Regions from separate parts of the Mus musculus genome. Here region 1 is linked to region 2. A link is a contact called in public promoter capture Hi-C data. All regions are on one chromosome and are shown on one strand. Each heading gives the region's core, a stretch centred on a gene start, on an enhancer-like site or on the middle of the called end of the contact. The rest is flanking DNA. Distances are from core to core; before and after follow the strand shown.

Region 1 (3,677 bases), core at 703-3,202, 1.0 Mb after region 2:
GCAACAAAGTTAGGCGCCAGTTCTCTGGTCTGGCTTGTTCCAGCATACACTGGTTAGTCCACAAATAGAAGGATCAGCCCCAGCTCTGTGGTTACCCAGCCTCCTCCTGGGTTACTAGCAGTGGGGCAGAACTAACTTTCAGCGGCAAAAAGCCTACAGGATCCAGAAAACAGCACAGCAGCAATAAAGATGGGGGGGGTGGGGGGGGGTCTGGAGGGGGGAGAGCATCAATTACCCAATGTCAAGCAGGGGCTCTTTTCTAACACTTGTAAGGATCCACAGCCCTTTTCACATTTTATGACCAGGCATTTGCTTATGTTATACTGTGTATGTGCCTTAGCCTTTAGGTCACCTAAGGCAAGAATAACCATTTCCTCCGTGCTCAGAACACCGATCTGCGCCACAAATTAAATGTTCCTCTTTTAAAATCCGGTCAGGGAGGCAAAAATAAACCAACAACAAAGACCAGAAAGGTCAGGCGATTTGGTATAAAAGATAGCAGCACAGGCAACCGAAGAGGGAGCACTAAACTGCCTGTACTGTCCTCTAACGCTCCCATAAACCACAGCCCTACCTTGACAGCCTCCGCGTGGGTCACCCGGGCTAGAGATTTATCGTTGACGCGCAGAATCTGGTCCCCGACCCGCAACCCTTCCTTCTCTGCCAGGGAGCCCGGCTCCACTAGAGACACGTAGATGCCCACGCCGTGTTCCGAGCCCCCGCGGATGCTGAAGCCCAAGCCCTCGTGGGCCTTGGCGCGCCGCAGGCTCACGAGTCGCACCTCCCCGGGCCCCGCGCCGTCGGGAGCGGCCCAGGCGGGCTGCCTGTAGGGGGTGGTGGCTGGCAGGTAGAGGCCCTCGGCCGTGTACTGGTCGAAGAGCAGCTGGTCGGAGCGCGGGATGACCAGACGCAGCATGGGCAGCAGACGCCGCTTGACCGGGCTGTCCAGCAGGACGCGCAGGGTGCGCACCAGGTCGAAGACGTTGCGGCGCGCGTGGTACGCGTTGAGGCAGTGAGTGAACTGCTCCCGCTCGGGCTCGCTCAGCAGCGCCGTGAGCGCTTGGTGCAGCTGGCGCACGTTGGCAGACAGCAGCCGCAACCCCGCGCCCCCGCCGCCGCCCGCCGCCGCCGCCGCCGAGCCCAGCGAGCCGGTGGAGGACGAGCTCACCGACAGGCCGTCCAGCTGTGCGTTCATCTCCCCGCCGAGGCCCGGCCGCACTCGGGGCGCGCGGCGCGGGGCGGCAGCTGCACCTGCGGCCAGAGGCGCGACAGCTGGATTCCCCGGGGCGCGGAGGTCACGGCTGGAGTCTGGGTTTGGGGTAGACGCGGAGTCACCGGCTGCAGTCTAGACTGGCCCGGAGAGCGGAGACGACGGCTGCAGGGTGGGTTGGGGAGGTGCAGGTGAGCTAGAGCGCTGGCTGGATCCTGGGGAGGTGGCAGGGACAGCGGCTGGTGTCCCAGGGGCGCGAAGGCAGGTGAAACTGGAATTCGGAGGACGAAGAGACGGCGGCTGCAATCCTGAGGACCGCGGCGGGATCCTGGGGGGACAAAGAGTTGGCGCCTGGAGGCCGGAGGTCGTGGAGACTGCGGCTGGAGGCCGGGGGGAGCGAGAACAGCAGCTACATGCCGGAAGGCGCGGGGACCGTGCGTGGCCGCAGTGGGGGGCGCAGCCACGCCGCCCGCCCCGTCACACCATGTCCGGGGCTCCCCCAGCCGAGATGCCCGTTCCTCTAGGGCTGGGGGACCCCAAAGTCAGAAAGAAGTTAGGGCGCCGGTCAATCTAGGCTCAGAGTCCGGAGCAGTCGCAGCCAGAGGAGCCACGCGGGCGTCCGGCGGGGGGTGCGGGGCATGTCCCGGGCCGCCCACCATGCAGCAGCCCGGGCCCCCGCGCCCCAACGCCGCCCGGGCGCACACGGAGCCACGCGGCCGGGAGCCCGGACTTTGCGAACTGTTGAGCAGCTCTGGGCTGAGTCTTCCAGCGAGTTCCGACGCCGCCGCCGTCGCCAGCCGGGACTTGGCCCCGCCCCCTCGCCCCTCCCCCTCCCCGCCCCGTCCCCCCGCGGGCTCTTCAGGAAATGACGTCCCGCCTGGCGCGCCTGGCTGTTGCCTGGAGACGGGGTGAAACAGTCCGGCCCCAAGGAAGAAAGGGGTGAAAGTGGGGGTGAAAGAAAGCAGGAGGAGCCCTGGGCCCCTGCGAAGTCTTCCCACTTCCTCAGCCCAGGGGTGAAAGATGGGGTCCTAAAAGCTGCGCTTTCCGGCGATCACAGCTCGATTCCAGGGTCGCTTTGGAGCAATTAGCCGGTTTGCCAATTCACAATTGGGGAAAATGGCCAACTTTTGGCCTCTAAAATAATAGATGCTTCATGCTCTGCTTTTCTGCCTTAAAATGTTGTTCCTGCAGCTTGCACACGTGCTGACTGCAAGTTTAAGTGAGTATGTGGACGATAATCGGTCACCTGCTCTGCACATGAGAAGAATATAAGCCACACAGGTGCCATCAGGAGCCAAGTCCTGTGCTGGGATAGATCAGCCTGGGCCCCTTCCTCTGGTGCTCTCCGGAGTGGGGGGGGGGGGGGGAGGGGGGAGTGGGGGAAAGCAAGGAGCTGTTATCAGAACTGTAAAGTATGCAAACACACACACATGCATTTAAAACTAAGTCTGGAGTAGGAATGTCACTTGTACCAACTGTTAGGTCCCGCTTGTGATCTTTTCCACACTGAGGGAACAGGGTGAAGGTTACATGACAACTCTATATACAGTCTTTAAAAAAAACATATTTTATATGGAAAGATGTCAGAATACACAGTCTAAAGTCTGTCATCTGATACCCACTCTCCTAAACACTATCACAGGAAAAACTCGGCTTCTAGTCAAAGAAGTGTTCTAAGAAGATCTATAGTGCTTGACCTAGTCACCACTACATGCCATGTGGATCTCTTTAAACCTGAATTGCCTCTCCAGAGGTGTTCTGTGAAAAGCTGGTTTTTTTTCCCCTAAGACTGTCCTGGGTTGCCGTCACAGGAATGAAACGGCTGACTCTGATATGGGAGAAATAGAAAAAGAGAAGGATTATCTGGAGTGGCTTTGAGCTGGCTGCAGAAGGGTGTTTTGTTCCCTGGCTAGTTATTTACCTGTGCACTTGGTCATTCTTCATTCAACATTTGCCAAGCACCCGTTCTGCTGCTTGACCAAGCGGCATATGGTTGATGCTGGAGACCCAGGATAAAGAGTTGAAATCTTTGACCTCAAAGAGTCATAGTCTGGCAAAGGAAAGACGGTGTAGGTCAAGGTTAAAAACAAACAAACATAAAAAAGATAAGCATTAGGAGTGTCAAGATAGACCACAGTGAGGCGAGGAGACTAACAGGAATGGACTTTCTGGGCTGCAGAGATGTTTCCGCGGGTAAAGATATTTGCCACCAAGCCTGACCACCTGATTTTCATGCCTGGAACCAGCACGGTGGAAGGGGGAGAACCAACTCCTGCAAGCTGTCCTCTAATCTTCATGGTGCTTGTGGCACGTGTAGCAACCCTGTAGCACATAATAAACGAATAAGTAAATAAAATATTTTAAAAGAAGAATCTTTCTGAGTAATGGGAAGCCACAGGGAGATTTCTAACACTGTAGTTTAATGCAGTCCCAAAATGGAGGCAAAGAATTAAAGTTCTCCTTTCCC
Region 2 (3,286 bases), core at 437-2,936:
TCAATTTAAAAAAGAAAAAGCCCAAATAATCAAATTCAGGAAATTTGAATGCAAATACACTACTTGGAAAATCAGCCCTTTCAATGCTTCTCAATACGTTGTAACTTAAAAATTACTCATCCAGGTAACCAGAAGTTAAACTGCTTGGGTTTTGGTATCATTGCCATCAATCAGCAACTGAGACTCCACACGTTACTTAATTTCCATAAAATAGTAATCAGGCATGGGGTTACTTAGAGAGTGAAGGCGCTTGCTGCCAAGTCTGGTGACCTAGGTCCAACTTCCAAAACCTACATGGAAGGAGGGATCCTATTCCTGCAAGCTGTCCTCTGGTTTACGAATGCACTGTGGTACATACACTTCCAAAGTATTCAAATATTCTCTCTCTAAATAAATAAATGTGATAAAAATTGTCATAAGTGTTTTTCCTTTTGCTGTTAGCACTGAGCAGCTGCTGTGTGCCTGACACTGTTCATAACTTTTCTTTTTTGCTTTGTTTTGTTTTAAGACTATCTCCCTCTGTAGCTCTGGCTGTCCTGGTGGCCTGGAACTCGCTATGTAAAACCAGGCTGCCTCTAACTCACAGAAATCCATCAGCTTCTGCCTCTTTTTTTTTTTAAAGACTTATTTATTATATGTAAGTTCACTGTAGCTGTCTTCAGACACACCAGACGAGGGTGTCAGATCTCATTACAGATGGTTGTGAGCCACCATGTAGTTGCTAGGATTTGAACTTGGGACCTTCGGAAGAGCAGTCAGTGCTCTTAACCGCTGAGCCATCTCTCCAGCCCAGCTACTGGCTCTTGAGTGCTTGGATTAAAGGCACATGCCACCACTCACAGCTTGGTTTTTTGTGTTTTGTTTGTTTGTTTGTTTGTTTTATTTGTTTGTTTTGTTTTTTTAATGTGTCTTTGAGACAAAGTCTTACGTAACCCAGCTGGCCTCGAACCTTATATGTTTGAGGATGACCTTGAACTCCTGATCTTCCCACTTCTATCTCCCAAGTGTTGGGATTACAGATTTGTGTCACCATAACTGACTCATTTCATGTGCTTTCATTTATATACTCCTCAACCCAAGTATGAGAGTGAGATCGCCTCAACCCCCTTTAACAGTCAAGCACAGCTGAGAAATGAGCCTGTATTTAAGACACATGCCTAAAGCTGCCCCTCAAACACGCTGTTAATGCATTTAGCAAAAAATCTGACACTTCGTAACTGCTTACTAAAGATTCGTATAGGCACTAGAATGTCAGTTGTTTTTTTTTTTGTTTTTTGTTTTTTTTAAATCAAACACATCACGTATCTTGAGGTATTTCTTTTCTTTTTAAGATTTATCCATTTATTTAATGTATGTAAATACACTGTAGCTATCTTCAGACACACCAGAAGAGGGCATCAGATTTCGTTACGGGTGGTTGTGCGCCACCATGTGGTTGCTGGGATTTGAACTCGGGACCTCCGGAAGAGCAGTCGGCGCTCTTAACCGCTGAGCCATCTCTCCAGCTCCCAGCTGTTTGTTTTTAAAACTCTGACACAACACAACTTAATCCTATAAAGAACCACAGCCTACAGATGCAGGCGGAACCAGTGTGGTGTGGGTCAGCGCGCGGGCGCAGCCTGGGAGGGGCGAAGCCAGAGAGGGCGGGGCCTGGAAGGGCCACGCCCTCGGTACCTGCGACAGGTGGAGCGCGCGGCCTCCGGCTCTCGGCCATGTCCGCGGATGTCTCCGGGACGGAGTCCGGGTCCGAGTCCGGGCCGGAGCCGGAGCCGGGACCGGAGCCCGGACCGGAGTCCCGACCGGAGTCCCGGCCGAAGCCGGGACCGGGACCGGAGCCCAGACCCGAGTCCGGGCCGGAGCCGGGGCCGCGATCCGGACTGAGGAGGGGACCGAAGCAGGGGTCCGAGCGGAGCCAGTTGTGCCCCGAGCACTTCGAGCCTCTGAGCTGGTTCTGCCTCTCGGAGCGACGGCCGGTATGCGCCACCTGCGCCGGGTTTGGCGGCCGCTGTCACCGGCACCGCATCCGTCGAGCGGAGGAGCACGCGGAGGAGCTGAGAGTAAGCGGGCGTGGGGCCGGGAACTTTCTTGGGGCGGGGGAACTGGCAGGGACCAGGGACCGGGGTGGGTGGGTGGGGGATAGTGGCTTTTCTGTGGCTTCCCTTGCAGAAGGAGGTGGTTAAAGGTGTGACCTCTGGAGTAAACTGGATCGGAGTTTGAATCCTGCCCCCTCCCTGTGAGTCACTGATCCAAGCTTGGTGTCTCTCACCAGTAGTTTCTAGGCATTCATAACACCACGTGATTGTTATAGCTGACCTCGTAAAAACTTAGTCCCCCCCTAACCTCTTGACTTAGAGTCACCCTCTCCCCCCTTTCAGGTTTCCTGGTGAGGGATCCAGTTCCCTTCCAACCTGGCCAGACTGTAATTGAAGTGATGGATAGGGTGGAAGAATAGCAGGGCACTCTATCTCCTAAGGTCTCCTCATCTCTTGGTTCAGTGTGGCTCTAGGCTGGTCATTTTCCAGTTACACCCTGATCCTTTTCCCTGAGCTGCTGAGATTGGAGGCCAAGTCACCTTGGTGCAGCCGTCGTCTTCCTTTCATTTTAGCTGAGGCCCCTGGGGAACTCCTTGCAATTTGATTAAATGGCTTAATTCTCCCAACCCCACCCTGGCACCGAGCCCTGCTGTGCACTGAGAGCTGTCGCTGGGGACATCACCTACTCAAACCAGATTGTAATAAACACACCTCCCTGGAAACTGGGGCCGGTGGAGTTCAGTTACTCAGGGATGGTGAAAATAGACTTGAGAAAAGTTGATATAAATCAGCTTGCATCATGGGTAAGGCTTTTACAAATTCCTAAGGACTTAGATACTTATCATCGAGTTCCATCCAGGCTGAAGCGTGGGTTCTAACTAAGGTTTTTCAGACGAGGAAAAGGGCCCACAGGAGGATGGTAACTCTTAATAGTCAGGGTTTAAGAGGGGGAGATTCATTGACCGGGCAAGAGGAAACCACTTTTTGATCTCAGTGGTTATGAAGAGGAAGTGACCTCATGGAAAACCTTGAAAGTAGCCTTCATGCCTGTATGAGTGGTGAGAGGGGTGAAGGCCAGGGCAGGAGAGCAAGCTTGGTACTCTGCCCCGGGTGCCTTCCCTGAGCTACCCTAACACCTTACACCCAGCCTTGGTGTAAGGGAAGTGAGTCTTGCCATCTTTCTTTTTACTTTAGAGTTTTGGGTTGTTTTGTTTTGTTTTGTTTTTGATGCTGTGTTTAACCAGAGCCTCATG

The links. Promoter capture Hi-C pulls out the DNA fragments that hold promoters and counts their contacts.
Region 1: a promoter capture Hi-C map of pre-B cells shows a contact between it and region 2, with 2.8 times the contacts expected there. The contact joins the promoter of Whrn here to the promoter of Bspry in region 2.

What each region holds. Positions count from the first base shown.
Region 1 is chr4:63,494,039-63,497,715 of GRCm38.p6, forward strand. Whrn (whirlin) reads right to left here and starts at 1,953. Exons shown (of 12, transcript NM_028640.2): 1 at 575-1,953. The coding sequence starts at 1,195.
Region 2 is chr4:62,478,381-62,481,666 of GRCm38.p6, forward strand. It overlaps Bspry (B-box and SPRY domain containing), which reads left to right and starts at 1,687. Exons shown (of 7, transcript NM_138653.1): 1 at 1,687-2,057. The coding sequence starts at 1,713.